Regions from separate parts of the Macaca mulatta genome. Here region 1 is linked to region 2. The links are chromatin contacts, called in public Hi-C maps. All regions are on one chromosome and are shown on one strand. The core of a region is the stretch at or near the end of the contact, and the rest is flanking DNA. Distances in the headings are between cores, read along the strand shown. Region 1 holds the start of LOC144335383 (peptide YY-like). Region 2 holds the start of NLK (nemo like kinase).

Region 1 (6,512 bases), core at 890-3,389, 190 kb after region 2:
ATGTCTCTCCTTTGAGACGGGTTCTTGAAGGACAGGGCTGTGCCTTACCCCCTGGATGAGGAGTCCCTAAGAAGAATGATTTTTCTCCTTCCTCCAAAGGTAGGATCTATATCCCCTGTCCTGGTGTCCTCTTCCACCTCCATGCTCAGCAGGGCGCCCTGGTGTTTCCTGGGATGTGGAGTCCCATGGGGCCTGACTGACTGATAAGGAGCCATTTGCAGAGAATGCCCATGATTGAACCCATAAAAGGGTGACTGAGAGAGCCCTGAACTCTCCCCCTCAGGAGAGCTCTAAAAATAGCACCCACAGCCATCTGTCCTGGGGCTGGAGGGGCTGGCTCAGAACGAGCGACCTGGACAAGTTGGCCCCTTCAGCCCCCATAGGCTGATGGGACATCTGGAAGTATTGGAAGTCTGGCCAGGCCAGGGAGAGGAAGCTGGAAGGGCTTTATGGAGAGACCTTCCCACAGCCCTCTCTCCTACCGGGCAGGTGGGTTTGAGGGGGTTGGCAGTCTGGAGGCCCTTCCCCTACTCAGCCTCTCGTAGTGGGTGGTGGGCCCCAGACATAGCCTTCGGGTCCCTGCTCCCAGGCCTGCCTCCTGCACCACATGGCTACTCCGGGTGCTGAGCCTTTCTGCCCCTCACAATTGAGAGGTCCTCTTCCTGGGGTCTGCCTCACCCTCCTTTTCCTGTTTGAATCATGGGTGACTTTGGCTGCTCCATCAGGGATTCAGTTTCCTCATCTGGAAAATGGAGATAAACTCAGCTCATTGTTTTGTGATGTCTGAAATTATGTACTACCTAGTGCACAGTAGGTGCTTAATAAACATGAGTCCTTTCCTTCAAAAGATCTGGGCTTCAGTGGCCAGTGGAGACTGCCATGGGCTGGGGACAGTGGCATGTGCTTGGGAAGCCTTGGCATCACTCAGGCCCAGAAGTCACCAGTACCCTGATTGACACCTGCATAGGGGTGGGGACATTGCCTGGGGAGGGGGCTCTATGCCACACATGGCTGGACCGGGGTCTTTGTGTGCCAGGCTGGATGCACAGGTAGCCGACTCAGCTGCTTCTGGTGGGGGGACTGGCTTCTGCCTCCTCCTGCCTCTTTCCCCAACTCTTTAATGGAGAGAGAATATAATGGAGTGTTCAGAGAGGTCTCTCCCCCAGGATACCATAAACTACAGGTCAGGAGCCAAGGTCAGGTGCTCCCACCCCTGCCTCCAGGAGAAAGACTTTCCCCCAGAGGTCCTGTCACTCCTAAGCCCTTCTCCAAGGTATTACTGAGCAGAGGCTGAAAATGATTGTGTTTTGGAAAGAGTGGTCACAGATCCCACAGGCTGGAGGAAATGTGTCCACCCTCCCACCCTCCACTCCCACCCGCGAACAGGCTAAGGAAGACAGAATCTCATCCCTGGTCCTAGGGGCTGCCCCAGGAGTCTAGGTCCAACCACTTCACTTCCTCAGGAGGCTAGACCTGCCCCCTGGGGGCGCGGGGAGGGGGGGGCTGTGGGCTGAACACAGGATTTAGGCTAGGTACCCCATCCAGTGGGACCCCAAATTTGAGCATGGCAGCTGCCCCCTCAGCTCCTGTGAGGTGGAGACGTCACACACTGGCTGGGTGTAAGCTCAGCGATCTGGCGAGACTGGAAGGAAGAAGAAGGGCTCACCGCCTGCTGGGTCTCCCTCCCCGTGGGACTCCTTTTCCTTTCCAGGAGCGGATATAAGCCCGGAAAGGAAAGCCCTGAGCAGAGGAGGACTCAGCTTGACCTGACCCAGTGCAGCCCTTGAAACTTCCCTCGCCTTCTACCTCCTGCTCATCTGCTTCATAAGCTGTCGCTGTGAGCGGCTGGGGGCTCAAGCATGGTCTGGTACCAGGAAATCCAGGCTGTTTTGTGGGGAAACTAAGGCTGGAATGGTGGAAGCTGGGGGTGAGTGGTGGGAAACTGGATTGGAGGGGGCCATTGGAGGTGGGAAGGAGGCCCGGGAGTCCCCGGGAATCCCGTTGCCAGCACAACCCTCTTCTCTAATTTACCTCTCTGGCAGCAGCGGTGCGGGGGCGGTTTATGTCAGGCAGGGCTTATGTCCCTCTGACAGATTAGGAAACTGAGGCAGGAGACGGTGCAGTGCCGGAGAACACACGGCAAGCTGGTTGCTGAACCTTGATCCGCTACCAGCCCCAGGGAGAGCGCCGGAGCGCGGCCCCGACGGCAGCCGCAGCCTCCTGCCGTGGAGGATCGAAGCTCAGAACGACCCACACCCCAACGTCACCTTCCCAGATGGTGTCGGTGCGCAGGTCGTGGCCTACCATGGCCACAGTGCTTTTGGCCCTGCTCGTCTACCTGGGGGCGCTGGTCGAGGCCCACCCCATCAAACCCGAGGCTCCCGGCGAAGACGCCTCCCTGGAGGAGCTGAGCCGCTACTACGCCTCCCTGAGCCACTACCTCAACCTGGTCACCCGGCCGTGGTGAGCGCAGGCGCGGGGTGGGCCGAGCGGGACCCCTGGGGCTCTCCCCCTGCGGCCCCTCTCCACCGGGGGCGTGGTCAGATCTGACCACGCCCTTCCAGGCCCCGCCCCCAGGCATGGGAAGACAGCCCGGACACACGCCTCTCCAAAACGTTCTTCCCAGACGGCGAGGACCGGCCGGGCAGGTCGCAGTAAAAGCGCCCCCGTCAAGTCACATAACATCCTGCCTCCGAGAGTGCGGTCTGGCCCCACCCTGGTACATCACTTACGACGTCTCCCAGGCTCGCCTCCCCAGATCGGATTCCTTTCCCTTCACTCCCGCAGGCCGGAGGCGCAGACCTGTGGTGAGGACCCCCGAGGCCTCCTGGGAGATCTGCAGACCACGCCCACCTCATTTGCATGTTCACTCCCGACCCCGGAAACCCGGATTCCGCCTCCCGACGGCATCTGGGCAGGGATCGGGTACCGCAGTCCTGCGTCTCGGTGCCCTCGCCTCTTGAGCTGCAGGGCTGTGTGTGGTCCTTCCCTGGTCCCAAAATAAAGAGCGAATTCCACAGAAACGGAATGTGTGCCTTTGTATTTCCTTTCCTTTCCCTTCGTGGAGGTCTCGTGGAAGTGGAGGGTGGAGGCGTGGGGACCAGAGGAGCGAAAACCGACTCGGATAGAGGCTGGGGCGGGAGCGGGGGTTCCCTCTGCTGGGAGCCCAAGGAAGACTCGACCACCCAGCCTGGGGCTGGATAGCGCCCAGACCAGGGACTGCTGTGGAAGGAACTCTAGTTGAGTTGGGGCAGGGATGGATGGGGTTCTGGAAGAAGGGGCAGGGAGCGTGGACAGGAGCCTGCTAGGCAGCCTAGCAGAGTAGATGGGGACACGGCTGTCCCTCCCGCACCCAACCCCGTGAAACCAAGGACGGCTGGGGCTGGGCCGGGCACCAAGACCTTGGGGCGCTTCCCTAGGAGCTGTATTAGTAGCGCCCAGGACTGGAGTGGCTGGCGGTGGCGTGGTCCAAGATGGGGCTGTGGAGGAAGAGCCGTGTGTGTGTGCTGGCGGGAGAGGCAGGTAATTTCTACCGTCCCCCTTCCCCGAGCAGAGCAGCAATGGGGAATGTGGAGGCTGCCCGATCGCTAAAAAACTGCCCTTTCTCATCTCATTGAATTCACACTCAGTGGATAAGTCACGAACTGTGCTTTCCTAGTGACAAGGCCATAGGGACACCCTCCCATGTACCGCCCCCACCTCCCCTGGACTAGATACTGAAACCTAAAGGCGCTGTGGATGTTTAAACTCACCCTTCTGCACCGATTCCAGAGTCTGCCTATAGGGTGATCTTCCCTGACATCCACCCTTCCCTGCCCCTTTCCTCCAAGAAGCTTGCCTCGATTGCCCAATTGCACTCTTCCTGCCTCTCTGGCTGCCCAGCTCTCAGGGCCTCTGCTCTATTCACTGAGAGTTTTGTCTATGTCTCTGTGTCCTGTCTCCCTCCTGGGGCCTCAGGAAGGAAAGGCCTATGTCTCCTTCCTCACATGCAGCCTCCTGTATCTATGGGATGTCTCCTGGGCTTCTAGTTCAGCAAGACCTACCCAAATCTGGCAGGGGACTAGGAGATGAGGGGGAGAATCAGGTTGAGGCCAAAGCCTTTGACCCAGAGAGGGTAAAAAGGACAGGAAGACTGCAGGCATCCCTGCGTGGACCAGGATTTTGAAGTACTGTTTGCAGTTCCATGGCTCTGGAAGAATAGAAGACTCTAAAGCTGACTCTGCCGTAGCTGCAGAGTAGGTCCCTGCTTGGACACAGGTCCCCAGGGGGCCACAGGGCTCTGACACCCACCCTTCCCTGTGCTGCCCTCCAGCCTCCCTGGAGGTAGAGCTGAAAGGGTGAGGCTGAGGAGGCAGGTGTCGGTCAGTGGCTGTGTGGATTCTGATGCTCCATGCCTTTGCCCATGCCACTCTCCCTGCTTGCAGAGAGCCCTTTCCCTCTCTTCAGCCTGGAAGATACTCTCAGGATAGTGGTCACCTCCTCCCAGAAGCCTTGCCTGATTTCCTGGGGAGGGAGTTAGTTTCTCTGGCTGCCTCTCCCCACTCATTATCTTAGACCCACTTTCCATCCCATTTTGCTGCCTGTCTTCTCTCCTGAGATAGTACAGGTGGGATGGGAGCACACAGTGGCTACCCGGAGCTTCAGCTCATTGTGGGGGTGGGGAGTGGGATGACGTGTCTGTGTGTTGGTGTCCGTGATCCCCTATCTATTGGTCTGCCTGGGAAAGCTGTATTCAGTTTAAGGTGGATGGAAGAGAGACCTGGTATGAATTACGCTTGACCGCAGACAATTTCTGCGCAGCTGGACGTGTCTCATTGACCATCAGTGACATGGGTCCTCCTCATGTTCATTTTGAGGAGTGTTGAGCAGTTTAGGGTAATAATATTAATAACTACTATTAGTATAATAATAATGAAATAGCAATAACTACCTTTCCAAAAAGCACTTATTTATATTCTAGACGCTGAGCTGTTCATTTTACATATACGATATTACTAGGATATTGATTTGGTTTAAAAAAAAAAACAGATGGAATTAACAGTGACTTAAACAGGATGGAAATTTATTTCTCTTACCTGAAATGCAAGTGACATCTGGGGAGCTGGCAGCTCTGCTCTATGAAGGCATCCAAAAGCCCAGGCTCCTCATTTGTGGCTTCACCATGCCCTCATCTACGTCATTTACAGGACTGAAGACAGCCCGCCATGATCTCATCTGGGTTCCAGCCAGTGGCAAGTGGGAGAAGGGAGAGGGCAGGTGCTCCGGTTCCTATGTTGTATAATAAGTTACCCTAAAACTTGGCAGCCTCAAACAACCATTGTATGTCACTCATGAGTTTGTGGGTCAGGAACAGGAAGCGCTCACCTCAGCAGTTCTCACTTTGAGTCTCACATGCGAATACAATCAGAGGTTGGCAGATCTGCAGTTATCTAAATGATCCACCGCGCTGATGCCTGAGAAGGCTCACTCCCATGCTGGTGCTGGTTGTTGAGTTCAGCCATGGCTGCTGACCGTCGTACCTACATGTGGGTTCTCCAGCATGATATTCTTGGGGTAGTTGGATTTACATGATAACTGGCTTCCTGCTTATTTCCAGAGAATTGGATGAAGGTGGCATTGCTATTTAGTTTGCTAGGGCTGCCATAACAAAGAATCCCAGACTGGGTGTTTAAACGACAGTTCTGGAGGCTAGCCGTCTGAAATGAAGGTGTTGCCAGGGTTGATTCCTTCTGATCTATTCCAGGCCTCTCTCCTTGCCTTGAAGATAGGTGTCTGAGCTGTGTCTCTTCACATCGTCTTCCCTCTATGCATGTCTGTTTCTGTACCCAAATTACCCTTTTTATAAGGAGACCAGTCCTACGGGATCAGGAGCTCACACACTGTAGAATGACCTTATCTTAACTAATTAGATCTGCAGTGATTCTCTTTCTAAATAAGGACACATTCTGAGGTAGTAGGAGTTAAAACTGCATCATATGAATTTGGCGGGGGGCGGGGGCATGCAATTTAACTCATAACAATTGCTTTTTGTGACCCAGCCTCAGAAGTCACATGGCATCATACCCCATACTCTGTTCGTCAGAGCAATCACAAGTGCACACATATTCAAGAAGAGGGGACATAGGCCCCACTGTAGAATCACACATGAGATAGGAGATATTTTTGTGGTCATCTTTGAAAAATATAATCTGCCACAGGCAGGCACATCCATTCCTAAAAACCAAAAGGCAGAAATCACTTTAACTTTCAGCCTATTGGTTAAAGCCTAGTCTCATGGCCCCACTTAGCTGCAAGGACAACCTACGAGATGTCTTTAGCTGAGTGTCTGTGTGCCCATCTCCAGCTCTTTGTTTAAAAACATTTTTATTTATAAATGGACTTTTTTTGTTATATAGCAAACCTACATATGTACCATCTCAAGCTCTCTGATGATGAAAGGAGAACGTGGATATTTGGGCACCTAGCATTATCCGCTAGAAACATGATGTCCTTTGGATGTCATCTAGAAGTCA
Region 2 (6,508 bases), core at 638-3,137:
GGATGGATCAAAGGAGAGCTAGCTTGTAGGCAGGGAAATGGTTAAAGATGTTAGTGGTGTAAATTTGGGTAAATGCTGTGTGACTGGGAAGAAGCAGAAGTGAGAGGGATTTAAAATTGTTTAAGACTTGATGATTCAGCTTGGGCAACATGGCAAAACCCCATCTCTACAAAAAAATACAAAAATTAGCCAGGTGTGGTGGTGTGTGCCTGCAGCTACTTGGGAGGCTGAGGTGGGAGGATCACCTGAGCCCAACAGGTAGAGGCTGCAGTGGGCTGTGATCACGCCACTGCACTCCAGCCTGGGCAACAGAGACCATGTCCCTTCACCAAAAAAAAAAAAAAAGAAAGAAAAAAAAAAGACTTGATGATTGATTGATTGGAAGGGACAACGTGGACAGGCAAAGGAGGAATTGAAGATGACCTCCAAGTTTCTGAGTAAACTATGCAGTTTCGGTAGGGATAAGGTTCTGTAAGCTTATTATTTCACATTTTAAAAGAAGGGTAAATTCAGATAAATCAAGTGATGTAAAGGAAAGATGCTATTTTAGTAAGATTTCAATGACAGAAACTTACTTGATAGAAAATATGGGAGAGGCTGGAGGCGGTGACTCACGCCTGTAATCCTAGCACTTTGGGAGGCCAAGGTGGGAGGTGGGAGGATCTCTTGAGCCTAGGAATTTGAGACCAACCTGGGCAACATATTGAGACTCTGTTTCTAAAAAATTAAAGAATCAGCCGGGCATGGTGGTGCACATCTGTAATCCCAGCTACTTGGGAAGCTGAGGCGGGAAGATTGCTTGAGCCAGGAGTTGGAGGCTGCAACGAGCTAGGACTGTGCCACTGCAGTCTAGCCTGGGTGACAGAACGTAACCCTGTTAAGAAAGAAAGATGGAAGAAAAGTATTATTTTTGTGGCCAAGTTTACTTTTTTGTTTTAATTTGCACCAACAACTTTATCATCTGTTGACAGTGGAGTTCTGAATGCTGGAGATTCCTCCTCTTTTTGCCAAGATCAGGATTAACCATGGAGAGGACCGGCCGTAGACTATGAACTGTCAGTCTACTGAATTTCTTTTGTGACTGTCTTCTTGTTGAGTGACCTTGGACCTTGACTTTCTGAAGCTCAGCATTCCCTTTTTCTTCCCCTATTTTTGCCCCACACTTTACATCTTAAGTGGTATATTAGACGGCTCGGGGATCGGTGGACCAGTGGTGATTTGGGGTCCGCCTTCTTCGTCTAGGTCCCGCCCACTTTGAGACCCCACCCCTTTCCTAAGCCCCGCCCCTGGAAGAGGTTGTCTCGATATGACAGCAAATTCTCCACAATCCTGTCCTAGAGGAGCTATAAAGGGTGGGACTTACATCAATCTTTTTTTCCATTTGTCAGGTCAAGTGTCTATCTGGCCCAGGTGCCCGCATACTTCATTTTCAACCCAAGGATTGGTTACTCTGTTCTTTGCCTCTGGCTCATGATTGGTTCTTTCATTCCGCCCCTCTCTTCCAGCTTTTGCAGGCGGGATTAGCACGCAGCTTCCTGCTCCTGCCAAAAAATAAATAAATAATAAAAGAAGAAAAAAGAGGAGAGAGGCGAAAGAAAAATGTCACAAAGATCTTTGCTTTTTCATTGGCTTTAAGCCGTGTCGGTCAAGCCAAACTCTGCCTTTGATTGGTCTTTCTATCTGCCCATCCCGGATCGGGGGCGGGATTTCCCCAGAAGACCCACACCTTGTTGCCACTGGCCGAACAGTGCGCCTGTCTGAAGCTCCTGGCCCAGGATTGGAGGCGGTAGCGGACAGGTGGGCGTGGATTGGCTAGGGCAGCCGGTCAGTGCAAGGCGGGGGCGGGGCCTCGGCGGCTGGTTGCGCGTGTCCGCCGCTGGCTCCGGTCTATCCGGCTTTGCTAGGGGAGGTGAGTCCGGCCGCGGCGGCACCGGCGGCTGAGGAGGCGGCGGCTGAGGAGAAAGCGGCCGCGGCGGCTGAGGAGAAAGCGGCCGCGGGGACGGAAGCCGGGTGGGGGGGAGGGGGGGAGACGGAGCAGCCTTGAGCCCTGAGGGGCCGTCGCGCGGGGGACCCACCCGCTCTCCCCCCCAACCCTCCTCAGCAGAAGCAGCCGGCGGCGGGGGCAGGAGTCAGCCCGCTTCCGACCGTACTCCGCCCGCCTCCCGGGGCTCCTATTCTTTGGCCCCGGGACCCTAACCTTCTCCCGGGGCGGTTCCCGCTGTCTAGGCGTCCGAGCGCTGCCCACATCTTTCATTCTTCCTTGCACCTCCTTCCCTTCACTTTTGCCCTACCTCTCTTTCTCCTCTCTGTCCTGCTGTCGCCTCCTCTCCTCACTCCAGCCTCCTTCCCTGGCTCATTCTGCCCAGGAAAGTTTAGAACCCCCGCCCCCCCCTCCCCAATCAGGTCAACCTGACTAGGAGTAGGGGGAGATGTAGGAAGGCCTGAGAGTTCGAGGGGGGGGGGACGCTGGAAGCTGGTTTCCCAGAAAATTTCCCCCCATCTTCTCCATTTAGGGTAGTGGGAATTTTTTTTAATCCTGTTTTTGAGGAGGTGGTAGGTGTTTAGAAAAGGATGTGGGAATGGAAGGGGTAGATGATTCAACCCTCTTTCAAGATTCCAAGGGTGGTGTGTTACCTGATCCTTTTCGTGTGTGGAGTTCAGGGGGTCGGGAGGTTTGGCCTTTATTCCCACATTCAAAGTTGGAACCTCCCCCAAATTAAGAATGGAGTTTTAGTACCCACTTGTGGCAGGAATCCTGGGGGGAAGGGGTCCTTTTTTCCTTTTTCTTTTCTTTTTTCCTTTTTTTTTTCCTTTTGGCAACCCACACCCTTCCACACACGCTCACCCCAAAATTAAACACCAAGATCCTCTAACTTGTTTGGATTGACTGATGAAGACATAAAGCCAGTTACGCTCTATGTTTTTTGAGGTGGAGTGAGTGGTTTTTCTTCATTTTTAAATGGCCAAATGACAGCTTGACCCAGTTTGCTTTCCAATCAAAGGGCATTTATTTTGAATGTCTCTTTGTGGCGCAAGAGCCAACGCAAAAATGATGGCGGCTTACAATGGCGGTACATCTGCAGCAGCAGCAGGTCACCACCACCACCATCACCACCACCTTCCACACCTCCCTCCTCCTCACCTGCACCACCACCACCACCCTCAACACCATCTTCATCCGGGGTCGGCTGCCGCTGTACACCCTGTACAGCAGCACACCTCTTCGGCAGCTGCGGCAGCCGCAGCAGCGGCTGCAGCTGCAGCCATGTTAAACCCTGGGCAACAACAGCCATATTTCCCATCACCGGCACCGGGGCAGGCTCCTGGACCAGCTGCAGCAGCCCCAGCTCAGGTACAGGCTGCCGCAGCTGCTACAGTTAAGGCGCACCATCATCAGCACTCGCATCATCCACAACAGCAGCTGGATATTGAGCCGGATAGACCTATTGGATATGGAGCCTTTGGTGTTGTCTGGTGAGTATCCAAAGAAAAACACAACCTCTCATGGTTTCTTCTGATGGTTGTGATTGGGTGAGTGCATCCCTCGTGGTTTTCTCCATGCTGACCAAGGTGGAGCAAGCTTCTCAACCCAACTGTAGGAAGCCACCTTCACTAAAGTGGTAATGCATTGGCTGTCTAGGCCTAATGCATTGGCTGTCTAGGCTCATGGCAAGTTTTGGTGGAGCACCTTCTCATGAGCAACACACATAAGTTTGCTGTCTACCAAACTTTTCTGTTAGAACCTAAGCAAGCCACTGAACACAGCATCAGTAGATGAATGTATGGAATACTAACTCCTACAAAGACCTTGGTCATTTCGTGTGTTTGATTTAGTTTGGATCGGTTGCCCAGTGGCATTAAGTGTTAGCAACTGATCCAAACTGAATTCCTTTATAATACTCTTGTCATTACGATATACTTTGCATAACTACTTTCCTATCCTTCTGTCTTTTCACTCCTTATTTTGTGATCTTGATCTCGAGAAGAAAGATAGGATTCATAGTTGAACCAGTTAAGATCATTGCTTGAGTGGTTTATTTTAAACCATGGAGCTACAGTTGGGAAGTATGTAGCTGTAGCCTTTTGATAAGAATGCATTAAATATAGCATCACACATGAGTACCACAAATGAGGTTAGTAGACTAGCTATGCAGTGGCCCACATTCAGTGTAATGTTTTAGTGTCATTTAGTGCCTCTTAAGTTCCTATTATCTGTTGGTCAGTTGCTGTAGTAGGAAATAATACTTTTTAAACAAATGACACTACTTTTGCTAGTGCTAGGACATTTGTAAAAGCCTAAGGGCTTCTTAAATATAACATTTTGGTCTATTTGGTCTAACCTTAAAAAGATTAGTAGTTTATAATAAAATATGTTTATTCCTGTCAAAACTAGAATGAACTGGGTTTTCTCCCAAGGACTAATGATTACACTTTGGATAGATGAATTGATATTTTCAGTGCATTCAAAAACTGATTCTTGTTACTGTCTAGAAAAGCCCCCATTACCATAGGAAAATGAACTCTTTGGAACTGGCCCGGTAAATATCTCCTTTCGTTATTGTTTTTGAGGCTAAAATTGATGGGCGCATCGTTTATGCATTTTAACTGGCCATCTTATTTATATTTCAGATTTGACAATCTAGGCTACTAAGTGATCTCATCCATTTTTTAAAAAAGCTAGTAGAGTCCAGTATTTTCTCAGCTAATCCCCAAGGAAGTTTCTGCTGCAGCGCAGCCCTTTCTCCAAAGTGTGTGGGATTCAAGGTGGGAAAGAGTATAGCTGGTAATGGTGCCTCGGTCATTCTGCTCAGGGACCCGCCTGTTCCTGCCTTCCTCTGTCCCTTCCACAGAGTATCTAAGAGGTTTAACTGTGAACTTCCTATTCTTGCCTAACTCTTGAGGATTTCCAAGCTTTGGTTGGGGGATGGAGCAGACAGGAAAATGGTTGTTCCTTGGTTTAAATTTTGTCATTGATTTACTAATAACTTTTAGCACTTGTTTGGAGCCTGTTAGATGTGGATGCTTGCTGGCTTTTTTAGTGCCTTACATACAATGCTAAAAACTAGGGATACTGAAAGGGAAATGGGTTGCAGCATTCTTGAATATATTCAAAAGGCATTTTTCACTTACATTTCTATCAAAAAGTGATGTGACTTGTAGCAGTTTTAACTTAGGTGGCAAGGGAAGATTTTTAAATTTTATTTATTTTTTTAAGGAAGGGGGCAATAAAGAACTGGAGTGCTGAAACATCTCACACAGCAAACGTTCTGCTAGTGGGTACTCTGAATCTCTGATATATGAAAGCCCAAATATATTTGATTTGAATCCATTCTAGAGTTATTTGATTGACTGCTCTACCACCTATGGAGTTTGTCTCATGTACTTAAAGTACACCTCTGTGCACCATCTTATTTCAGGTTTGTCTTGTGTCACTGACTACAAGACAAACCTTGTAAGCTCCTTGAGGGTAAGGATTGTCTACTGTAGTAATCCTTTTCTCCTCAGCGCCTAGCACAGTGCTTTGGCATCTTTGCTGCTTGGTTAATTGATCTAGTCAGGTCTTTCTTTGTTTTGGCTTAAACAACAGAAAATTACTTCTCACAGTTCTGGAGGCTAGAAATCCAAGATCAAGGTACAGATTTGGTTTCTTTTGAGGCCTCTCTCCTTGGCTTGTAGATGGCCGCCCTCTTTCTGTGTCCTCACGTGATTCAGGTCTTTTTTTTAAACCAAGTTTTTCTAGTTAACTATATTGAGTGTTTTCATCAGCTGTAACAGGTGAAATACAATTTGGTGTGAAAAAAGAAAGAGTTCCAGGTGTATGTTTTAGTATGCAAATACTTTTCTATTTTTATATTTACATGTCAATGACCTGCTGTCTGAATTGCTTATTATATTTGAAATTTAACTGTTGTATGACCTAAGTAAGACTGTTCAGAGATTTGAAAACCAAACTACAGGGATTTACACTAGTATTTTGAAACCCAAGGTAAAGATATTAGTGAGGTTTTTTTTACTTTTTAACTGAAACAGAATCTATCTTTTTAATTTAGGAAGTACCTTATGAATTGGAAACAACTTTTTTCTAAAATGATTATAATGGAACATAAAAATATTCTCCCAATATTACATCATTTGATTCAAACCACCACATAACTAACTACCTGGGTATTATAAGATTCACTTAATTCAAACATATATTCATTTAATGCATTTTGCAAGTATTCTTCTGGAATAGCATATGACAAGAAACTGTATTTTGCCCCCATTTCCTTGGGGACATATACCCAGGGGTACTAACTGATGGCTAAAAAAGTGGCATGCAATTTTGAGAGAGATTGTTGTTTCTCCATGTAGACAAGGAGAGATATTTGTAGAAGTGATGCAGCATTTTACCAGATTTATCACTGAACAATTTAGTCTAGCTGACTTGATTTATCTTTCTGTTGAATTTAACTAGTGGAATAACTTATCAGTATTGGATAGTTGTGTAAAAGTAGTGAATTACTCA

Evidence for each region. Hi-C and Micro-C count contacts between places; a contact is called where the count stands out from the background.
Region 1: a contact with region 2 is called in a Hi-C map of fetal cortex germinal zone, with 1.9 times the contacts expected there. The contact joins the promoter of LOC144335383 here to the promoter of NLK in region 2. A contact is called at or near these places in 3 of 14 Hi-C or Micro-C datasets (fetal cortex germinal zone, fetal cortical plate and liver).

The regions. Positions count from the first base shown.
Region 1 is chr16:36,915,761-36,922,272 of T2T-MMU8v2.0, forward strand. LOC144335383 (peptide YY-like) reads left to right here and starts at 2,140. Exons shown (of 2, transcript XM_077970585.1): 1 at 2,140-2,463; 2 at 2,788-3,012. The coding sequence starts at 2,276. The coding sequence ends at 3,004.
Region 2 is chr16:36,729,513-36,736,020 of T2T-MMU8v2.0, forward strand. NLK (nemo like kinase) reads left to right here and starts at 1,888. Exons shown (of 11, transcript XR_013406223.1): 1 at 1,888-3,474. LOC106993933 (a long non-coding RNA gene) reads right to left here and starts at 1,541. Exons shown (of 3, transcript XR_001440312.3): 1 at 1,364-1,541.